Regions from separate parts of the Mus musculus genome. Here region 2 is linked to region 1. The links are chromatin contacts, called in public HiChIP or PLAC-seq maps. All regions are on one chromosome and are shown on one strand. Each heading gives the region's core, a stretch centred on a gene start, on an enhancer-like site or on the middle of the called end of the contact. The rest is flanking DNA. Distances are from core to core; before and after follow the strand shown.

Evidence for each region. HiChIP or PLAC-seq counts read pairs in DNA pulled down with a chosen protein or histone mark.
Region 2: an H3K27ac HiChIP or PLAC-seq map of large pre-B cells shows a contact between it and region 1, with 3 times the contacts expected there. The contact joins two enhancer-like sites. A contact is called at or near these places in 2 of 484 Hi-C or Micro-C datasets (the HPC-7 cell line and nephron progenitors), 6 of 115 datasets of contacts at active chromatin or transcription factors (bone marrow-derived macrophages, differentiating embryonic stem cells, embryonic basal ganglia and 3 more) and 1 of 9 other capture datasets (pancreatic islet).

Annotation. Positions count from the first base shown.
Region 1 is chr11:88,232,065-88,237,185 of GRCm38.p6, reverse strand. All of the region lies in intron 1 of Gm38534 (a long non-coding RNA gene), which reads right to left. Among named protein-coding and RNA genes, the nearest start is that of Gm38534, 3.7 kb to the right of the region's middle. Within about 2 kb of position 2,850, at least 237 of the 459 cell types and tissues checked have an H3K27ac peak or open chromatin away from gene starts, as enhancers often do. A contact at or near this core is called in stem cell-derived neural progenitor cells, where this site is marked.
Region 2 is chr11:88,593,303-88,598,358 of GRCm38.p6, reverse strand. The region is part of intron 5 of Msi2 (musashi RNA-binding protein 2); the gene reads left to right. Among named protein-coding and RNA genes, the nearest start is that of 0610039H22Rik, 23 kb to the left of the region's middle. Within about 2 kb of position 3,353, at least 107 of the 459 cell types and tissues checked have an H3K27ac peak or open chromatin away from gene starts, as enhancers often do. A contact at or near this core is called in stem cell-derived neural progenitor cells, where this site is marked.

The DNA.
Region 1 (5,121 bases), core at 1,601-4,100:
AAAAAAAAAATAAAAAACAAAAAAAACAAATCAGGGACAGCAGAGGGGAAGAGCAGGACATGGAACAGCCAATAAAATGACCAGAGCAGAGTGGCTTTGTGCTGGAACAAGGAGCAAGGCCAAGCTGACAGCACCTGGCTTCTAGCACAAAACTTCCCCGTCCTGTACAGATGTGCAGTCTGCTTCCCAGATGCAGCCTGCGGCCTGTGGCGCTCTGTTACACACTCTAAAAACAATGTTATGTATCTTTCTCACTGCACTGTGAGCCTCTGGGTCAGGAATGTGGTTGGAAGAATGGTGTATCTCCAGCCCCCTCCATCCCTGGTCGTGTCCCCGAGAGTCCTCAAAATCACGAGACAAAGGGGAATTGGGTTTGCAGAGGGAATGATGGCTGCCTATCCACCGACCTTAATAAAATGGGCAGATTGGATTTGCTGAGCCCAGAGTTACCAGCACGTGGGTCCTGAAAAGGTGGGCAGGAGAGTCAGAGGGAAGTGTGACTATGGAAGAAGACCCAAGTGGTGTATATGAGAAGAGTCTGGCTTGCCCTTACAGGATTTGGAAGTGGAAAGAAAGTGAGGCCACAAGTCAAGGGATGCTAGAAGCTTAAAAGGACAAAGAAATTGATTGTCCCTTAGAACATATAGTGGGCCTGTCAACACCCTGATTTTAGCCCAGTGAGAAAGAACCCTTCCTCACCTCTAACCTACAAAGCCATTAAGATAATACATGTCTGCTGTTCAAGCCACAAAGTTGGAAGTAATTTGTTTTTGTGGTGCTTGGTGTTCGGAATCTAGGTTGTTCTGCACACGTGGTAGGCAAGTGCTCTACTTCTGAGCTACCTCCCCAGTCTTGAAGGCAAGGTTCTTGTTTACAGGAGCAGTTGGACAGTAACTTTGGAGGGACTTCTATGTCTCTGTCTCAGATGTATTCACAGCCACATGAAACCTGATTCTAGCTATGGAAGTGCTCGACCCATGCTTACTTAACGAAATTAGGAAATTACGTAGGCTCAACAGCCCTGCTAACAAACAAAAGAAAGTCTAGCATTAGCCTGTACTGACAGCCTGGTGCTCCAAGCGCCTTTGTTCTTCACAGCCTCTGCTCTCGCTATATAAATAAAGCCAGAGGACAAGGCTTCCTTCTGTGTTCCAAGCAATTTGCTTATGCGAGTGGGATTCCCGGGTCAAGAATGATGCGAGGTGTTTTTATGGTCCTTCACCCACTTAGCCAGCTTACTTTTCAGAGTCTGAGCCCGTGAGCTCATTCGTGATTCATGCAAGCTGGCGTCTCACTTTCTGACGAGCTCGGGCCCATGCGGGTTAGGGGGTGGATCAGAGAGCCTCATGCACAGCCCGTCCCTGAGCCCTGAACTTGTCCCTGCTCCATAGAAACTCTAAAGTTCTAACCCCTCAGACTTGAGGGAGGCGTCCGGCGTCCCTCAAAGAGCAAAGGTCCGGGTCACCATGCTGGTGGGGCAGGACGGACTTCGTGGTCACAAGGAAGGTTCCTTAGGGACAATACTGATGCAAGAGGGAGCAACCTGACACACCCCTAGTTAATTTTATCAGGGACTGCATCGAGAGCTTTTTTTTTTTTTTTTTTTTTTAAGAATCGCAAGAGACGGTCCAGTCTGCCTGTGTTGAGGAAGCTGTAACTTTCCAGTGCTCCTAAATAGTGAGCCTGGGAATTGCTGTGACTGACCCAGGGGGAGGAGCTGGTCTGACCCAGGGGGAGGAGCTGGTCTGACCCAGGGGGAGGAGCTGGTCTGACCCAGGGGGAGGAGCTGGTCTGACCCAGGGGGAGGAGCTGGTCTGACCCAGGGGGAGGAGCTGGTCTGACCCAGAGGGAGGAGCTGGTCTGACCCAGGGGGAGGAGCTGGTCTGACCCAGGGGGAGGAGCTGGTTTATTTAAAGACCTGACTTTATTTTTTTTCCTTCCTTTCCTTAGCAGTTTTAGCTTTCTTTTTTGTTTCTCTCTGTTTTAGTTGGAGTTTGGGTTTCTTGTTTGTTTGGGGCTTTTGTTTTTAATGAGTCCCTTGTTGACTGGGCTAATAAGAACATTCCAGAAGTGAGGATAAGATGGCTAATTTCTTTCCACCTGCTTCTAATCTATAGAGAACAAACCAACCCAAGGCTTTACCCTCCCTGAGGGCTTCTCAGTTTCAGGGAAAACGAAACATCCCCGTGACAACTTGGCTCCCCTGTCTGTCTCTCAGGAGCCTCGCAGTGCAGATGTTGGGAGACACTGCTCAAAACAGTGGACAGGTGGGTCTGTGGGAGTGGGGGTAACAGGCTCTTAAAAGGTCTGCAAGCAAAGGCTTCGGGGAGACTGGGCATCACTGTGCCAGGCTCTATCATGAATGACATCTAATGACCTGCCCTTGGCCTTTTTTCTTCCTTCCTTCCTTCCTTCCTTACTTCCTTCCTTCCTTCCTTCTTTCCTCCCTCCCTCCCTCCCTCCCTCCCTTCCTCCTTTCCTCCCTTCCTTCCTTTGGTTTCTACTCTGCCTCAGCTTGACATGATAAAATAGGGCGTATGAAACTGAGCTCTGTGGACAGAAGACCGTCCCTGAACAGTCTGGGACTCGGGCATGTCTGTTAACCACCAGGCTCTGCTAGTGAGCATCCGATCAGGAGAATTCTGGAATTCAGAAATCTTTACCAGTTCTTGGTACTAACCTCAAACGTCCCTTGTGACTTGGGGCCTTTGGTTCTAGGGGTTCAAGTTTTCCCTCTGGGAAATGCCCAAAACAGTCCCCGTTCCCTAGGGAGTGAGTACGGGGTATGTCAAAGGAAGACAGAAGAGCCAATATTATAAATCACCCCTCAAGTGGCTGCCTAAACAGAGCCAGTCAGACCCCGGACAGCTCCCTTTCCCTGCCCTCCACACACACCCTGACAGCATCCCACAGGCCTCCTGCCTCCCTGTGAGGCCTCAGGCGACTTCACAGCCCGTGAATTTCCTTTGGCACTTTGAGGCTTCCTCCCACCCCCACCCCAGAGGATGCATGAGACCGCAGCAGGAAATGAAGAACATATTTTTAAATCAGAGGGGAAGCGATGTCTTTGTGTCAGATAAGTGGCCTGGATCCAGGGCTGAGAGACTGTGGCACATCTCTCCTTGCAGACAGCAGGTGCTCTTCGAGATGTGGTTGTGGCAACAAAATAAATGATGGATAATTGCTTTTGTGACAACTTGCCAATTAAATTAGACTCAGCAGAATAACATAATGACAATTTGTTATGCTCCGGTGGGCACTAACATACCAATCATAATTAAATGCTATGACTGAAATAGAATACGGCTCAACGCAGGAATATATAACCCCAATTCCCTCTCCGTGAAACATTATAGGTTGAGGCTTGATTTTAATTTCGGGAAGATAATGGCATTAGTGCATATCTGAGTGGGTTTGTGGAGAGGCCTGTGGTGAGAGGAGATGGGCCCGAGTGAAGGCTGGCCCAGGGGAACGCCCTGGGGGGCTGATCTGCAAGGTAGTGAGGAAGTGTGGGGAGTCTTTGGGCGAAAACAGTGTTTCTTGGATGTGTCTGGTCTTGCCTACAGAGCTTGGGAGGCACGGGAGAAAGCTGTTGCCAACAGCCTCTGAAGTAACTGGGCCTACACTGTAGAGTCCCAAAGCCCTCCATCTAGAATGTTCTATGGGTGTTTGTTCTCACACCCTGTTTTAAAAAAAAAAAAAAAAGTCACTCTACCTCCACCAAGCTTGGGAAGCAAGGAAGAAGGGGTGGGAAGAATGTAAGACCTGGAGGGAGGGAGAGGTGCTGAGAAGCCTGGTTGTTGTTCACGTGAACTCACAGCAGCACAAGGTCAAACCAGTTACATTCCAGCCTGGATCTAGAAGGGGCTGCACTGGGCACAGAGGACCTATTTATTGATTGCTAACTGCTGTTGGGCAAGGGAGAGTCATTTTTCTTTGAGAATGCCCCAGACCTATGCAAACATGGCCAGCATGACTGACATTTACACCAGCACAGATTCTGCATCCAAGGCTCAGGGGATATCGCAGAAGAGGAGTTGAAAAGGATGTAAGAGCTGTAGACTCAGGACGTCTGCTGTGAGACTGTGCCTTCTAGCTATGTCAGAAAAGCTATGCCCCTGAGATCTCAGCAACATGGCTGCCTAAAGATGGTCTAAAGGATTCCAACAGTTGACAGCCCATGGGTAGATGGGGGAACTCTCACGGGGCCATACCCCTAGATGCTACAAGCAATTAACAACTTTGAGAGAGGGAGAATTAGTTTTCCCCAGGAATGAACCCTGGGATCAATTATCTAATACCCAGCGATCAGCTCTAGGAACATATACATGCAGACAACACTGTATAGATCCAGTGGATTATAGCTATGCGTTTACTCATTTATATTTAACATCATTAGCTAAAGAAGAGGAGGCCGTGGATTTGCCGAGATTGGTCAGATGTGGAAGGGTAGGAGGGAGAAGAATGGAGGGAGAAAGAACCTAATTACATTTAAGATTTAAAAAATGCAGAAAGGAGGAGACTGGAGAGGTGACTCAGGGGTTAGGAGAAGTTGGCCCTCTAGCAGAGAGAACCCGGGTTCTGTTTCCAGCACCTACACAGCAGCTCATGGCCTCTGTCACTCCAGTCCCAGGGGATCAAATGCCTTCAGATACCAGATATTCATGTGGTGCACACATATTCTTGTAGGTAAAACACTCATGCAGACACACACACACACACACACACACACACACACACATGAGCTCGCATGTTTTAGAGTTTGGTTTTTCGAGACAGGATTTCTCTGTGAAGCCCTGGCTGTCCTGGAACTCACTTCTGTAGACCAGGCTGGTCTTGAACTCAGAGATTCAGCTGCTTCTGGTTCCTCTGTTTCATCTGCTGGGATTGAAGGCGTGTGCCGTCACAGCCCAGTTCCATTTCTTCTGTGACTTACACTTCCGGGACGCAGTCATTAGTGCTTTTCTCTTCTCCTACTAGATCGTAGCAGCTCTGTGCACACGATAGCTGTTCACCCTTCTATCCGAGCTTTGTATTGATTTTTTGTGGGTGCCACACTCATGCACCCCAATCCACTCATCTCCCCATCCCTTCCCATCTACCCACCGCCCTTGCGACCTC
Region 2 (5,056 bases), core at 2,104-4,603, 360 kb before region 1:
ACGGTACCCTCAGGGGGAAAAATTAGTCAACATCACAAATGAAGGGCCAGAGACTTCTGTGAACGGAGGGGGAGGGGCTCTGACTCCACATTGGCACTGCGTGCCCAGTGTCCTGAGCTGGAAAGAGAGGCTGAGACCTGTTGTTGAACAGCATGAGGCCCTTCTAAGGTACCTTGTGGGAAGGGCAGAGACCAGACCAGGCCCACAGAGAGCTCTATGCTTGGAAAAGCCCCCCCCCCAAAGGCTTTCCTTTGAGCACAAGAACCTTTCTCGTGTGTGGTAGCAGTCTTCCCAGTTGCAGACGCTGGCCCTTCTTTCTCATGTGCCTTCTCCAGGATCTGACCTCCCTACTCAGAGCCTGGGTCGCCTTCCTTATCGTCCTTGGTTCTGCCCTTCCTGTACCACCCTGCCATCGGGCACCTTTGATAGATGCTGTCTGTGGGTTTACCCCGTTTTCCTTTGGAGATGGCACCCTGCTTTCCTTTAGATGGTCACACAAATGGGAGTATTGGTGGAAAGCGTCCAGGCAGATTCTGGGTCTGTTATTACCCAGAAAATATGAGCATGAGGAAGGAGTACCCCAGACCTTTCCTGAGTAGACCTTTGTTATAGGGCATACAGGTAGGTGTGTGTGTGTGTGTGTGTGTGTGTGTGTGTGTGTGTGTGTGTGTGTGTACAGACTATATAGGTAGTTTAAACAACAGAAATGCATTCTCTCACAGTATAGAAGTTTGATCTTTGGTGTAGGAAAAATAGCTCATCCATTAAGGGCTTTGGCTGTTATATCAGAGGACCCAAGTTCAAATCTAGCATCCACGTGGCAGCTCACACCTGTTTGTAACTCTGGCTCCAGGGGAACCTGGCAACCTCACCCTGACATACATGCAGGCAAAACACCAATACATATTAAATAAAAATAAAAAATCACAAAAAAGAAAAGAAGTCTGATCTTTGGGTGGCATCCCAGCGGCGTCTCTCCAGGCTTCTGGTACCCGCTGGCATGACTCTTCCCTTTCCCCTTCTTCATACAGCTACATGTTTCCCGTTTCCCCTTCATATTCAGGGTAGCAGTCACTGCCCTGAGAAAGCCCACTCACGTCCAAGATTCTAGCACGGCAGGAGCTTTATGGTGACAATTGGAGATACCTTCTTTCTAAGTAAAGTCAAGCTCTGAGGCCCTGGGTAGACGTGAATTTTGGAGGGACCTGTTTTGACCACCAGTCTGTTTTCTGCCCAGACCCTAGAAATATTGATGGTGGTGGCGATGACAAGTAATATTTTGGTGTGGTGAACATAATGAAAGGTGGAAAAATTCCAGGGAGCTGGGAATGGTAGTGATGGGTACCTCTAATCCCAGCACACATGAGGCAGAGGCAGATAGATCTCTAGAGTCAGCCAGATCTACATAAGTGAGTTCCAGGCCAGCCAAGGTTACATAGTGAGACATTGTCTTAAACCCCTACCACCCACCCATACCCCAACAAAATTGCAATGGGGTATGGGTGTTCCTTGGAGGAACACCTTGGGGAATGGGCCTGGAGGCCTAAGTGGTGGTCTTGGGATTGTCCCATGTCTTCCATTCACGTGTTGTTAGTATAAAGCCTGAGTCAAATTCTCAAATGCAGAGGGAACTCTGCCATGGACTCTCGGTGGAGTATTCCATCCTTGACTTTGGACTCAGTAAGCACTACATTCTCCTTTATCACTTGGGCTAATGGATGGGAGTCTGTCTGTGCCCTTTTGAAGGAGTCCTCCATAGTGCACACCTTGCCTTTGAGTTGAAGATGATTCTTTTTGCTGGGGCTTGATTTTTCTATACACGTGATGGGGATGATGAACTGGATCCCATAACGAGCTAGCATTCAAACCATCCTGAGCTTTCTCTATCATAGAGTTCCCCAGGGTGAGAGGACACGGGGGAGAGCAGCCTAGGCTTTTGGAGGTGCAAATAGTTCATATTTTCTACCTAGGGGACTTGGAACTCTTTTCCAGAACAAACATATAATAGCAAGAGAGTTGATTTGAATTCTCGGCCTGAACCTGCTGAGGGACCCACTTCCTGCCTTCTCATGTGCTTGGTTTAAGACATATTTGGACTTTTAGCTTTGGTGATCACTAGTATCTTTGGGCCAATAGTATTAGAGCTAACTTCCCCCTTCGTGTGTTCTTAAAGTGTTCTTTCCCCTAACCTCCCATCGCACATATAACACCCTATTGGAATTATCTCCCTTTGCAGTAATCATGCATGATGACTGATGCCTGTGGTCCCCACAGTTGGGAAGGCTCTGAGGCAGGAGAATTGCTACAAGTTCAAGCCTGGACTACAGAATAAGACCCACAAGTGGGCCCTCACTCTGAGTGATCATTTCAGATGGAAGCACATTGTTTTAAAAGAGGAGTTTTAAAAACTTACCAAAATCAAAACCAAAATCCACCCCAGCCCAGCACACACCAGCTCTCTAGCTAGAGGCAGGAAGGGGGGGGGGGTGTGTGTGCAGCTGTAGTTAGCAGCTGGCTCAGGCCACGTGTAAACAGCAATTTTCAGGACTGGCATGCATGCTGGGGCTTTTGTAGCACCAAGGGGTGTGTGGAGAGCTTTGGTGTTTAGTTAAATTATGGGTCTAGATGCAAAACTTCACAGCAGGGCTTTGAGAGCCTGACCATATCCTGCGTTCCTGTGTGCACACAAGCGCGTGCTCTCTCTTTCTCTCTCTGTCTGTCTGTCTGCCTCTCTCTCTCTCTCTCTCTCTCTCTCTCTCTCTCTCTCACACACACACACACACACACACACACATACACACACACACATACACACACACACACATGTTCCCAGAGCGACACCCTAAACCTTGTATTCCTTGTCATCCTGGGGGGTACAGGGCTCTTGAATAGGTCCCTAGGGTCCCCCACACTGTGAAGCACTTCAACATAAAAGTTCCCTGCAGTTCTCCAACGAAACCCCCAACTGAAGGAAGTCTAAGATTAACTCCCCGGAGATTTGGGGCCTTGAGTTCTCAGTGACTTTTTCATCTCAGTGCACTGTGGGAGCCAACTGCAGCCCCTCATCATCTTGCTGTGTAGTCGCCAGTGTTCGAGGCCCCGTGTGTGGAGACTGCTGATGTCCAAGGCTTCAGGGAGGTGACACAGGTGGCTCAGTCACTGGTTTGAAGGATTCCTCAGATGAGCATAGAGCCGAGACGAATGCATACCAGTGCGTTTCTGTTCACCTTTCCAAGGTCAGAAGAAGGTTAAAGTGCAGCAGGCTACTGGATAGTTTTGAAGAACTAGAAGCCCAGACCCAAGGATAGACTAGACCTACCCTAAGCATACGCCAGCATGCTTTGTTACACATGAGCACACACGAGTAATACAAACCTACACACAGACATTGCACCCACCGTGCTTATGTGGAATGTGAAGACTTCTGTTTAATTCTTCGGGGAACCTGAGACCAACATTCCAGCCCTCTCTGCTTCCTGCCCTCCTCAGTAGCCATGGAAATGGAAGAGAGAGAGAGAGAGAGAGAGAGAGAGACAGAGACAGAGACAGAGACAGAGACAGAGACAGACTATGATTGCAGGTCCTCTGTCTCCCTCGTCCCTCACCAGAATGCAAATCACAGAGCCAGTCTACAGTCCATTTGGTGGTAATGGTGTGAAGATTCCTGGAGCAGATCACCCCATTGTCCACCCGCCCGCTGCAGAGGCACTGATGGGAGAGGTCACCATGTACAGGCCAGTGTCCCCTGACTGTGCTTCCCTCTCCTAAAGCACATTTCCCCTCTGGCCTTTTCATGCTGGAAGTTTCTAATGAAACTAGTTTCTTTTTTAGTGTTTGCTAAGGAGAGAGAGAGAGAGAGAGAGAGAGAGAGAGAGAGAGAGAGAGAGAGAGAGAGAGAGAGAGAGAGAGAGAGAGAGAGAGAGGGAGAGAGAGAGAGAGAGAGAGAGAGAGAGAGAGAGAGAGAGAGAGAGAGAGAGAGAGAGAGAGAGAGAGAGCGCCTTGCTTATCTAGGCCGGATCCTACAGAGGATGTTTTAGTAACTCAGATGTTTTGCTGCATTGTCCGGGGCCTGGATTTTCTCATCCTTTCAAAACGGGAATGGTTTTAAAGGCTTTTGGGGGAGACTGGGTAAGATTTATAGCTGGCTGCCTGTCTCTGTGCTTCGGGCTCTGTCTTGGCATGCTCACAGCTGCCAGGCAACGGTGGAAGGGCTATGAAGAGATCTTTTCATGTAACCAGTTGCTGAGCTCTCCAGTAGTTTGGATGAAGACAGGGTGGTCGATTTTTCTTCTCCTCTGGGTTTCCAAGAATGTTTGGAATCTAGGTAGGGCCTCAGCTCTGTGTCGCCTTTCACTAAGCAGTGAGGAGGCCACAGGGTTTCTTCCATGGAAAGTCCCAGGAGAGGTGCTTTGAGGCTTCCAGTGGGATATGTTTGAGGTTATCTTAACATTTCTTTACTGATACCTAATTACTCGGTTAATACCTAATTACTTGGTTGGAGTTTACAGGAAGAAGAGGAAAGGAAAGGAAAGGAAAGGAAAGGAAAGGAAAGGAAAGGAAAGGAAAGGAAAGGAAAGGAAAGGAAAGAGCAAGGGGGAAGAGAGGAACCCAAAGGTAAACCATAGGATTATCAGCTATTCCATGGAGATGCTAAAAAGTGCTTTTGCAGTTACTGAGGTTTAGCATGGGATGGTAGGAATTGACTCTTTAAAAGAAGCTATTTGTGGGCTGGAGAGATGGCTCAGTGGTTAAGAGCACTGACTGCTCTTCCTAGAGGACCTGAGTTCAATTCCCAGCAACCACATGGTGGCTCACAACCATCTGACAAGGGATCCAATGCCCTCTTCTGGTGTGCCTGACTAAAGCGACAGTGTTCTCATATAAATAAAATAAATAAATTAAAAAAAAAGAAGCTATTTGTATAGCGTGTTTTTCTGCTGTACATTTATTTTTAAGTATAAAGGATGGATTTTCTAAGTGACTCTCGGCTCAGTTACAGTGACCGTCTAGCTGTCATCTTCAGCGTGCCCTGCTAGACTCTTTGGCATATGGTATT